Linked DNA regions of Mus musculus: region 1 is linked to region 2. The links are chromatin contacts, called in public Hi-C maps. All regions are on one chromosome and are shown on one strand. The core of a region is the stretch at or near the end of the contact, and the rest is flanking DNA. Distances in the headings are between cores, read along the strand shown.

What was found. A called contact is a pair of places that touch in the nucleus more often than the background predicts.
Region 1: a contact with region 2 is called in a Hi-C map of cortical neurons, with 4 times the contacts expected there. The contact joins the promoter of Unc5d here to the enhancer-like site in region 2. A contact is called at or near these places in 1 of 39 promoter capture datasets (hippocampal neurons), 3 of 484 Hi-C or Micro-C datasets (cerebral cortex and cortical neurons) and 1 of 9 other capture datasets (pancreatic islet).

The regions. Positions count from the first base shown.
Region 1 is chr8:29,216,175-29,222,459 of GRCm38.p6, forward strand. It overlaps Unc5d (unc-5 netrin receptor D), which reads right to left and starts at 3,462. Exons shown (of 18, transcript NM_153135.3): 1 at 3,068-3,462. The coding sequence starts at 3,164.
Region 2 is chr8:28,876,244-28,882,682 of GRCm38.p6, forward strand. The region is part of intron 2 of Unc5d (unc-5 netrin receptor D); the gene reads right to left. Among named protein-coding and RNA genes, the nearest start is that of Gm32505, 180 kb to the left of the region's middle. Within about 2 kb of position 4,633, at least 22 of the 459 cell types and tissues checked have an H3K27ac peak or open chromatin away from gene starts, as enhancers often do. A contact at or near this core is called in cerebral cortex, cortical neurons and hippocampal neurons, where this site is marked.

The DNA.
Region 1 (6,285 bases), core at 2,212-4,711, 340 kb after region 2:
TTGCCTTAGGTCTTGTGATCAGAATGAATGTACCTTTGAATTGCAGGAAGCATTCCCAGATCACATTACCAAAATGCCAACAGCTCTAAGATGTGGACTGAAGGGCGTGAGCATGTGTAAGACATGTGACCCTCAGTGCCTATAACTTAAGTGTTAAGCGCTATCCTTGTACCCCTCTAGTTATCAGGGGCTTATGCCAACCATCTAGCCCACTTAATGACATGATCTCTTCTGCACAGAATCTAGTGCAAATCGCAACTCCATCAGCCGCACACTCTTCTAAGAATAAAAACAAGTCAGTATGACAGGATGTGGAGTCAATTAGCACTTGGCAGGTCACAAGTAACTTTTAAGCATCCTTCGTCTAAGGTGTAAAGTGTCAAACCTACCATCATGATGGTATCAGAAGTGCTATCCTTATACTTTACCAGGAGGAATAAAACTTGCTCTCTGAAGGCAAAAGCCTTAGTAAGGTGGAAAATCGAATGACGCCCTGTGTCAGGGCTACTTCCTTTGTGCAGAGCCTTGTCCTAAGTGTGTATTTCCTCACGGAGTATATGTGAAACCAATCATTCAAAATTAAGTCCAGGTTTCTAGAGGTTTTAATAGCAGGTATTGAAGCAGAGAAAAGTTAGAGGGGAAGAAGATGGTACTAGTGTCATGGAAATGGATATCTGGTAAATATGGTAAGAATAGTGTTGCTGATCTCATAGTACTGCACCACCAAAGCAAATAGTGTAATTCTATATGGCTTGGTAACTAAGTGATGGCATGTTGGATCAAATCCACAAGAGAGCTCTTTGATGGGCTACAGTTATGGATCACTGAGAGAGTACTTGCCCGGCTTATGCCAGGCGCACTGGGTCCATGTCCCCCGCCCCCAGCACCACAAAAGGAAAAGTGCTTCAAAATACAAACTATTTAACTTGCAAATACAGAAATTACCTATAGAACCAACCAACCATACACAACACAGTGAGACTACTACAGAGGGATGCTACACAAGTCCGCAGCATCCCAGGTTTAATGCACCATACCTTGCCTAAATGATAGAACGTAATACAGAGAACGTCTGTGATTTGGAAACTTCTACTGTGTGTGCCCACCTGCCCAAAGCCAGGTGCGAGAGAATGCACTGGTTTGGTAGCCGGCTTAATGCTCATTTCTTGAAGTATCTTCCAAAGCTGCTAAAGGTGAATAGAAACCATGACAAGGGAAGCATTACTCAGATTTACTGCTCCATGTGTCTTGGGCATTTTCTATGATCTGTGCAAGGCATTTGTTGTAACTAAGCCTGCAGAGTGTACAGTATGTTTTCCAGGAGACCTTTACAGAACAGCTTGCAGACAAGAGGTGCTAGCCTTCGTTCACAGCCAGCAAAACCGCATCCAAAAGGCTGCTGGCGTGTGTCCCCACCTCTTGTTTTGAGCTGGCTTAAAGACAACTCCACAAACCAGATTCTGAGGGTCAGTATCTGGAGTCAGTCATCATGAGCGATCCCATGCTGTGACTAGAAAGTAGTAACTCGGACATTTCAGGCCTCATGTAGGAGAAAGAGAGGGGCAAAGCACCGACCCCTGGCACCCCTGCTTTCCCCCTAACAGAATAGAAAACACTCAAGAGTTGCCTGAGCAGTTAGGCAGTCTCTAGTTCCCCCGTAGTATACTAAATGGCTGAAGCCCAGGCTCCTCCAACAAGAGAAAGAAACACGCCTCACTCTAACAATCACTCGTATTTAAAGCCTTTCCTTATTTTTGAAAGCCTGCTCCATTATAAAAAGAAAAGGGGAGGGTGAAAAAGTTCAGGAAATGAAATGCAAATAGGCATAGAATAGGATCATACTGCTGAAAACCTCTATCCACCCTTTTAATTCCTCTTTCCAGGCGGTATCGCTGCTCCTAACACCGTTAGCTTCTATTAAAAAAAATGAGATTATACCGGTTCTTGGCATCTTTGTCAACCCTTCCAAAGGCCTCACAGCTACTAGCGATATGTTCAAGAGACAGAACAGAAGGAGAGGTGGTTAGCCCGGTGCCACCTCTTGCTAGACAAGCGTTAGGTAAATCATTTAATGCAATTACATATTCTAAGCCGGCTGGATGGCAAGCAGCAAAGAAGAAAGGTAAAGAAGGGCAGGGAAAGGGAAGCTTCTAGATTATTTCAAAGGTAGCCACAGCACTGGGGCTGTCTGGAACTGCCTGTGATCAGCTTCAAAACAGGTCCGTGTGGTTTATCTTTAAGTTGATGCTCTGCTGGAGTGCAGCGGATCTAGAAAAAGAGTGTGTGTATGTGTGTGTGTGTGGGGGGGGGGGGGGGGGCTCCTGAGCTTATTAGAAGCAGAGAAATCTCTGCTTCTAAATTTCCCTGCTGCTCAGTAGGGCCCGCGCTTCTAAGCTGGTATAAGCACCCGATAGGGAGAGGATGCGCCGAGAGTACAGCCTCCCTCCGGCCAACTGCTTATCCGGCTGGGCACTGCAGGCGCAGTTAAACCCCAGGGTACACACTCCCCAGAGCTCTTGCCCCCTCGCAGATTCTGTAAGGCAAAACCACTGCTGGCTTAGAGCCAAGACTAGGGTCGCCCGAGGGGCTTGGTGCAGAGCGAAGTGACCAGCTTGGATGCTTCCCCCTGAAGGGGAAAAAAAGCGCAGTCTCTATTGGAACCCACGGGCATGCCTCTTTCCCTATGCACTCTCGAACATCACCGTGGGCTCCCACCCAGGGACGAGCTCGCCCAAGAAGGAAAAGTGGAGAGGACCAAGGCGAGAGAGGATATAGGGAAGACGAGTTTTCCAGTCTGCAACAATTGAGGGGCGGAGGGTGGGGAGGGAGGTTGGAAAATCTCAGCGGGTGCAAACTCAAGGGGGGGGGGGGCCCGGTCAGAGCAACCTGTAGGATTACTGCAGATAGCAAACTTGGGTTGAAAGGCAGTGGTCCCCTGGAGCTCCTCTAACACGGTTCCCACTGAGTCGGGCTACGCGCGCGGAGAGAAGCCAGAACAACTTGGGAAACCCACGCCGAAGGTGAGAGTCCCGCTCCCCTCGCGCACCGCTGTCCACCCAGCGCTTACCTCGGGCAGCCGCAGCCCCCGCCGCCCAGAAAAAGAGTCCTAGCCATGGGAGCCACCGGCGCGCCCCGCGGCTGCCGTCTGCAGCCCCTGTCCCCATGCTCCGAGCTCCTCTCAGGATTCGCTCCTCTTCCACGCCCTGGAAGTCCGCGAGGAACGACGGCAGGGAGCCAACGCCAGTAGGTTTCCCCGGAGGTGGTGGTCTGTGGCGAGTCTCTTTTTCCCCACCGCCGCTCCCTACAGCAGCGGAACAGGGATATCAGATGGGCAGCGGGACGCAGCGCGCGCCCCCATCGCCTCCTGCGGCGCCGCCCGCCGTCCCCGCTAAGCGGCCCGCAGCCCCAGCTCCGCTCCGGGTCCGGGACTACCAAACCGAGCCTGGAGACCGCATCGCTAATGAGCCCCGGGGCCGCCTCTGCTCCACCCCTCCGAGCGGCGGCCAATGAGTCACGCCGGGGCGGGGCGATGGGCGGGGCCGGGCTCGGGAGGCGCAGGTGAGTCCGCAGCCGCCGCACGTGCGGGCACCGCCTCCCCGCTGCAGAGGCCCCCGCGCGTGCGGGATTGCAGCGCGCCCGAGCCCGGCGGCCGGAGGCGAGGATGCGCGAGCGCAAGCTGTGCCGAGCAGCCCGGCCTCTTGGAGGCGAGCGCCCAGCGGCAGAATGTGGGCGTCTGGCTTGCTAACTCTGAGTGAGACAGCGGCTTCCAGGAAACCAAGGTTTCGCTCAACTTTGAGTTCCACTTTTACCCGCAGTCCTGGGGAGGACGGGACGGGCGCTAGGGAGAAAAGAGGGTGGGGGTGGGGGGTGGGGGCAATGATAAGCTTCAACTGTGCCCAAATGTGAAAACGAAGAGGGAAATGAATCGAGGGCTTCTGGGGATGTATGGGATCAAATTTTACTTTAAGGAAGCAAAACCTTTTTTTTTTTTTTTTTTTTTTTTTAATACTTGCCGCTCTGGAATCTCAAAAGTTCTCAAAACTGCTTCACATCTGACCACTTAATGTGGTTTTGTTCATTCCAATTCAGGCCCTCGAAATTGCCTTTCTAGTAAGTAAGTAAAGTTCAAAAGGAGACCTGCTCAAAGTCTTCAGAGAAGAAAGAAAGGGAACATTTGTTTAAGCACACCACCCCTCCCTTCCCAGTCCCCTTTTATTAGATGGCTTGATCTTTACCTGATCTTGGAAGGGCCTCAAAGTTGTCTCTTTACCCCATCCGCTGGAGCAGGCAACCAGCTACAGACGACAACCCCCTTCCCCAAGACCGTTGGCTTCCTGTCCAGGTCTCCACAGTCAGACCATGGCTTTCTGTCAGAAGCTTTCAAAATGTCCCCTGTACTCAGCTGGTCAGAAATCTGGGTTCTCAATACAGATGGAAAGCTTCAATTAAAAGACAGCATTGGCAAGTGATTCCTCAATGGCTACCAAGCTCACTAGCCCACACATGCACACACACAAACAACAACAACAACAAAAATCTTGTCCAAGTGCAACCTGCTCCCAAACACCTCTGTATGGAAAAAAAAAATGGTTTGAGGTGGAGAGATTGTTGTGAAGGAGGTAATCACACTAACTTACTTGCTCCCAAAGACAAAGGGGATGATAGACAAAGATTGATTACCCGATAAACAGGTAGGCCATCCCTCTCTGCAGACACCAGGCTTGTGCACGTCAGCGGAAGGAGCTGATTTTTTCCTACAGAGCTCTTGCAGCTCAATAACAAGTTTAGGTCCTGGTGGAGAAAACCAAACCCTGGGGAACAGATACTTCAAAGCAAAGACTGATGTGGGGCCTGGCCAGGGACTTGCCTGGAAATCTCTTTAGAATCTTGGTAAATGAGGGGTTTGTCCTTTCCTTCTGAGAAGGTGAATTGAGAATTAATCTACCAAATACGCCTCACCTGTCTCCCAGAAACTACTCATTCATTGCCTGCCTTCCTGTATGGCTGAAGACTATGTGACAGTCCCCTTACAAATGAGCATTTCTGTTTAAAAAGAAAGAAAGAAAAATTTAGTTATATTTTCAATATTCTATGACCATAGTTAATTCTCTTTATTGTCCCCACAGGGAGCAAAAAATAAAGTCAGTTTATTTTGGGAATCTGAAAAATAGATAAGCTAGTTTGACATTAATAATTCTAGAAAATATGATGAATGAAATGGTGGAAAAACAAAATTACCATTGAACAAATCCTAATCTTAAGGAGTGGGTCTTCATACATGTTTTTAAAGAAGACTCTACAAAGCTGATATATTATCACTATTGGTAGGTAAGGACAATGAATTTGACTTTAGAAGAAAATTGCCCAAGGCTGATGTAAGTAAATGGTTGCGGAACATCAGGAACAAGAACCATTTTCTGTAATTCTACATCCACAGAGCTAGCCATGGGCATGTCTGTCTGGTCAGCGAGGCTTATTTAATTATGGGCTGAGCAGACGCTGTACCTTCAGTGTTACCTGAAGTGTTGCACGCCCTATATTTTACACTGCATATAAATTATGCCACACACATGAATTTCATGCATGTGTATAACTTCCACTAGTTTAAATCCTGTACAGCTGTTTATTTTTGTGTAGATAACCATATCTATTTGGACAAAACAGTTGAGTGGTTATCATTCGCGATTAGGACCTCTGTCCCAGGAGCAACAGCATGCCATGCAAGAACTGGGGCTAGTGAGATGAATCATGGGTAAAAGTGAGATGAATCATGGGTAAAACTGCTTGCAGCATAAGCTTGCCACTTGAGCTTGATCCCAAGGAACCAGGAGTGAAAGGTGAGCACCGGTTCTCGAGATGGGTTCTCTAGTATCGACAAGCATGCCTTAAACACCCTTTCATGCACATACACTCACTAGTGCGCTTGCGCATACACACACACACACACACACACACACACACACACACACCATGCACCTCACCTGCTTACACACACACTGTAAAGAAGAGGAGGGAGGAGAGGAAGAAGACAACAAGCCTGAGAATCTGGTCACAAAGCAACTCAGCCTCACACTGCCAAGAGCTGACTGGTGGGCTTAGGGTAAGCCAGACCCTCCTGTTTCCTCTACGGAAAACTGATATTATTTGACCGAACTGTATAACTAATGACATTTTTTAAATCATCAACTTCTGTGACATCCTATGATTTTTGAATACAAGTTGCTCAAGTGCACTGGAAATGAATGCTGTGTCTTCTGGAATTGAAATAATTGTTTATGAAGCACA
Region 2 (6,439 bases), core at 3,383-5,882:
CCATCTTGATCTATAAGTCTAAGAATCCAGACAGAGGACCAAGGAAAACTCTCAGAGTAGTGCTGTGAGAAGATGGAGCAAGGGTTATAGAAACAGCAGAAAAGAAACACCTGAGCTAGGATAAAGCTGAAGACTTGTAACCTTTCAATGAGATTTTTATGACTCTGCATTGTCCTTCTAATCATTAGGAATAGGCTTGGTACGTGTAACTGTGGAGCTCAAACTCATTCATTCTTCTGGCCAAGGACCACTGGGCTCCTTCTATGCATATGGGAAGGTTGGCTAACCTTCATGGAGTGTCAGGGATGAAAGTGGATATTCCTTCTAGCTCCTTTAGTTACTTAATGACAAGTAAGGTCCCAGTCTCTAGTTCTCATGCCTTTCTGTCCCACAGACACTGGCTGACACTGGCCGCCATTATAAGCATGCTTCTTCAAAGCTTGAACATAGAAGCCCAGCACCACAGTGAGCCCTAGAGATCTTTATTCACTATATGTGCACATCTCCCAAAGATGGGATATGTTTTTCTATCCCCATGATGTAGACAAAAACATCCCATGACTTAGAGAGATGAGAGTCATTCATTCACATCTATGGTTTACAGAGGGAGCATTTTGTGGTTATCCCCTGCTTCTGCCTTATAAATTAATACTGAGGTTATTTTCACAATGAAAAGCTTATCTCTGTGCTCAAATTTTTTGTTCCTGATCATGGAAATAAGTCGAATACGTGAAAGAATTGAAGCAAAATTAAATGCCTAATTTAGATTATTTTCCCTTAAAAATAATAAAGAATTCAGAAGAATCTGCCTTGTCTTGTATCCGGTTTTGTTGTGATTGGTTGTTGTCTTTTGGAGCCTGCTCTTTTCTGAAGGAAAACAGAGGGGAGGGGAGGATGGGACTGGGGGGAGAGGTGAGGTGATAGGGAGCTGGGAGGAGTAAAGGGAGGGGAAACTGCTTAGGATGGGTTGTATGGGAGCAGAATGTACTTTCAAATTGTATTAGAGAAGAATCTATTTCAATTGAAAAAAACAAAACAAAACAAAAAAACAAAAAACAAAAACAAAAGAAAACAAAACAAACAAGGAAACAAACAAAAAAAAGTAGCAGAAAAAAAGCCTGGGGTTGGGGGATGGGGTCATTCCAATTCAAATGAGCCAAAGGCTCTGCAAGGAAGAAGTGGGATACAAGTCTACCTCTTCTGGTGGTAAATAAGAACAGAGGTGAACTAATCACATGGAGAACACCCATGCCACCCAGTCAAAAACGTATTATTCATAATATGTGACGAGAGACTGTTATGGACTCATAAAACATCATGGACAATTTGAGGTAGTCTTCCTAAGTTTGGAGGAGGTACCACACAACACTCATCCTGTTGGTGTTTTTTAACCATCCACATTTCCTCTGATGGAAAGCTCCAATATGTTGAATTCTTCTTTTGTTAAAGATTTGTGTCCTGCAATCTGTGGATTTCTCGAGAGCAAAGAAGTTGAGTGTTAATGCTAAGGAGTGAACTGATATAGGGGAGAGCTTGCCTACATCCTACTCTTCAACTTAAGACAAATGGATAACCAGTTTTGAAGAGGCAAGCAGGGTAGAAAGGATCATACAATACTACAGGTGAGAGGGGGCAGCCACGGTAGTGTGCTGGGGATGCTTACTGAGTCACAACACACATGTCCTTTGTAAAGCAGGCCATCAAACAATATGTTTAGCTGGTGGGGATGTAAATCAGTCCAGCTGCTATGGAAATAACTATGCAGGGCTTCAGGGAAAAAAAAACAGAACTAATATATGATCCAGCTCTACCACTCTTGGGTATATACCTAAGGGAAGTAAACTCAGCATTCAATGGAGCCGACTGTATATTCCTGCTCCCTATGGCACAATTCACAGTAGCTACCCTGAAATTAGCCTATGGATCCACCACCAGATGAATGGATAAAGAACATGTGCTATAGATTCACAATTGATTATTACCTGACCACTAAGGAAAAAAAAAACCATGCTATTTATTTATGAGATAATGGATGGAACTGGAGATCATCCTATGAAATGAGCTGCCAAACACAACAAATATAAATAGCAAAGTAGAAGGGGGATCCCATGGTGTCAGGGGAGGAAACAGAGGATGGAAGCTGAAAACGCAGAGGTGTGCGGGTGTGACCAAATCGCACCATACGTGTCTACAAAAAATGTCATGAAACCCCGTTATTTTGTACAAATATATATCTAATATTTTTAAAAGATCTACTATTTATTTTAGGTATATGAATATGCTGTCACTAACACAAAAGAAGAGGACTTTAGATCTCATGGCAGATAGTTGTGGGCCACCATGTTCTTGCTGGGAATTGAATTTAGGACCTCTAGAAGAGTTGCCAGTTCTGAGCCACCGCTCCAGCCCCTATATCTAACATTTTAGATATGATAAACTTGAAAGGTAAAAAGGTGGTCAAACCACCCTTTGGTTCTCATTCTATCCACCTTGTGAATCTATCTAATCCACCTCAGAATGTCTAAGAGCAGTCACATATCCAAGTCAGAAAACAGGGAGCACACACATTCATACCACCAATTTGCATTCCCCCTACCATAAGGACACCCAGAATTTATTTTAATCAATTGTGGTCAGACCTGCAGACATACAAATGGCTGGCATGAAGGATGAAATTTACATAGCTAGCAAGAAACTGGCCCAGCCTGCCACATTTGGCCACACAGGAAAGCAGAAAGCACCAGGGCAAAAAGAAGGCAGAAAGGAGAGGGAAAGGGAACAAGAATATTTCTGCTATTTCTGCTTTATTCCCATGAAAGGGATTATAAAGGAATAGCAATAAAACCCAGAATTGGCTAATTTGAGTAATGTCATATAATGGCTACCTATTTGGTCCTGGGGTTAGGAGAGGGAATGGTGGCTTGGAGTATTGGAGCTGTATCAAGGATGTGCATAGAGTCTGGGTTAGTTTGTATATGCAGCAATGATCATCAGAGCACTCCCCACAAGATCAACAGGCCTTAAACCTGTTTGACTAATCTACACAGAGACCTTTACAGGATACTTTGGCAAGAACAAAGAGAAAGCAAGTCCCTAAAACATGGAAAGAACTTATCTTGCTCTGTTTCTGGAATTCTTTTTGACATCCCATCCAGGATGGAGAGGAAGAGCCTCAAGTCATGAATTCAACATCAGGATGGCTCAGCTACTGGTCCATTTCAGAGGTTCTTCAAGGGGTCACAAAGCAAAGCCAACACAAATGGGCTTCTTCTGAACACGGTGTGGCCTCCTAATCAGCATGATCAAGGCAGCAGATCACGAATGGCATTGTCACACACACACACACACACACACACACACACACAAATGTATATTAATTGCTTGATGACTCCTTCAAACGTGAGGGCTTCAGTTAGTCAGACCATCATGTCTAAGAAAATCCTTACAACACAATACATTCTTTATATTTCTTGTGTTTTACTTAGCATAAGAAGATAATGCTGCTTTAATAAGGTGTCTTTCTTAAAAAGTAGGGCATTCTTTATCAAATCTTCAGTTCTTTTGTGAATATATATATATATATATATATATATATATATATATATATATACATAGGCAATAACTATGCACATATGTGGATTTGGAAAACATTTAAGCAAAGCCTCTCTATTTAAGGTAACTGCTCCTATCATCTCCACTAAAGTTCACCCATCTGTATTGCAAGCAGACACAGCTATATACTTTTCTATCTCCAGAGATGTCAGCTAACTTGATTGCAGGAAACGTTACAGTGGTACAAATAAAACTAATAAAACATTGTATCTCATGAAGAAGAGAGGCATTGTACCCAATAACTTGCACAACTCTAATAAACAGGGGAAAGCCCACACCTTTAAATGATCATGCAAATTATGGGCATCAGCCTTTGCTATGGAGTAGGGTCTCACAGAATATAAAAATATAACTACGGTACTGATATGCTAATAAGCTTTCTAGGTTCTGGGATGGTTTAGTTGTGGATAGACTAACATTGGCAGCAGATGAATAATCACTCTGCATGTTCTAAGCATAACAGAGCAGCACAGAACTTCATCATTTGTCAGCTTTATTTGTTTAAATGAGAAAAACGCTGACAGCAGTTACTGCTGTAATCCCCTTATTTATCAGATAGAAAACACTAGTTACTTTTAGCAGGTTTAATCCTGTAGGGAGGCGAAAAGTTAGAGCATTTTCCAACTAATTGAAGGTAGATGTTTCACAAGTCAAGGCAGAGAAATGCACAAGTGAAGAGGGGGTGGGGTGGGGGAGACAGTGAAGAGAAAAGAATTAAAATGAATTATATCTGGCAAAAATTCAATAAAAGGGCTACACAGTCTCAGTGTAAGATCCTAACTTGGTGCATAGAGCATAAAAGATCCCAGAGTAGTATTTAACATTCAGAGCCATGCCAATGACAGCCTGGTGCCTACTAACAGCTGTCCTCCTGCCTTTTATCTACAGCTCATTATCACACCAGCACAAAGCCCATCACTAGCATCCTGCCTGGTTATTGTTGCAGCCAGTTCTTGGATGCACCTGGTGATGGGTGCTCAGGGAGGGATTAGACACAGTTCCCACGCGCTCACCACCCCCACAGCTTCCCTCCTCTCAGCTGAAGTTCTCTCGGGTAGGATGCTCAGCTTCTCACACAGAATAAGCAGACCTCAGCAGAAAGCTAGAATCCTTCTTTGTCCTTAAACATGTTTTGCTTTTTTACAAACCATATGCAAGTGGCCATTGCCTAGAGAGCTTAGTTGGAGGGGCATTGTTGCTTTTTTATGGGAAACTCTGGGTCTGTTTTCTTGTTCTATTTTGTTTTTCCAGTCATATTCCACACAGTCCTGATTTATTTTCTAGGATATGATGTGTCATAATTATATGGGTACTAACCAAGTGAATCATTACTTAGCTTCCTGTAAGGGGGGAAAAATCCACAAGACCATAGGAATTTCATGAGTATCAGCACCATGGTCAGCTCTAAGAGGGATGGGAGGAACCCAGGACTTCTGGCATCCATGGGCTTTCTACTGACCCTCAAAGCCCATAGAGTGCTTTTTGGATAGCTGTTGCTCTGAGGTGGCCTCACCATCTCCCTCCACCTGCTGAGCAGCCGGTAAATCGCCCACTCTCCTGGAAGAACTGCCTTCATTGCTTAGATAGGGCAACACTTCCTATTGACCTCTGATGGTTCCCAGATTAGACTCTACAACTGTGCATGAGCAATAGAAAGCTTTCCCATATTTTGAATAATCACTTATTATCATTTTTAATTGTTATTATGGTGTTTTTAAGAAACGAATCAAAGACATCATAAAGTTGGTGACAGATACTGAGTTGAAAAACAAATGTATGGAGGTTCTCATCCATGTCTACTTCTGTGACAAGTGCCAAGAGCATCGTCACAAGCAACCTATAAAGACTGCTGTCATCATTGTGCTACCAGGTAAAAGGAGAACATACTTCAAGTTGTCCTACCAATTCGGCAACATCTTCTATGAAAGCAGAACTACAGAATATTGTAAGATTACACAAAATGGACTTATCAACGTTGGAAAGAGAAAAGGCTTCTTAAGGGTCTGGGTACTATTCTCCCTCAGTGTTGAAGGTTTCAAGGATATTCATTGTGAAACTTAGTTTATATGACAGGGCTCTCTTGCTCACTAATAACACACAGATTCCCCGTGTTTCTGAAATTACAAACCTCTGGAAGAAATGTCATAAAAATCTAATCCTATATTGTGGGTGAACTTAGCTGTCTTCAGACGAGCATGCTACTGAAAATAATAAATTGAATATAGGTAATTAAAAGGTGGAACCATATTTCATTTTAATGGCAGATGACTAATTAGGGCTAAATGTCTTTTGCCTCCTTATCCTAGCAACAAGATTAAAATATATTCTGACAAAAAAAAAAAAAAAGAAAGAAAGAAAGAAAAAGTCCTCATCCTTTGAATGTGTATGTGCACTACGCTTAATGAACGAACGCTCTTTAGTTTCCCCAGGATAATAAGCACTTCACACATTCTGCAGAAGTATCACAAGTTCAGACTTAAGTACAGAAATGAAGAATACACCCAAGCTCTCCAGTCTCTGCCACACTAGAGATTAGAATTAATCAGCTCAGAGGTGTCTGGCAGAGGCAAGCAAATTAACTTGAGAGTGTTGTCTGATAACAGCAAGAAGAAGAAACTTCAGAGACAGAAATGGATATGGTGAGGTCACTTAGAGGACACCATTTCATACACGACTCACTTTTAAGCCATATTTCATTGAGGCAAATAGGATCATGATTTCCAATTCTGTACCCGAGTCAATGATTTTCTCTTCCTATATCATGAAAACTATCTCTTTGCAGCCTAAGTTCATAATGTATGTTGTTTGCCATGTGTTATTTGATATG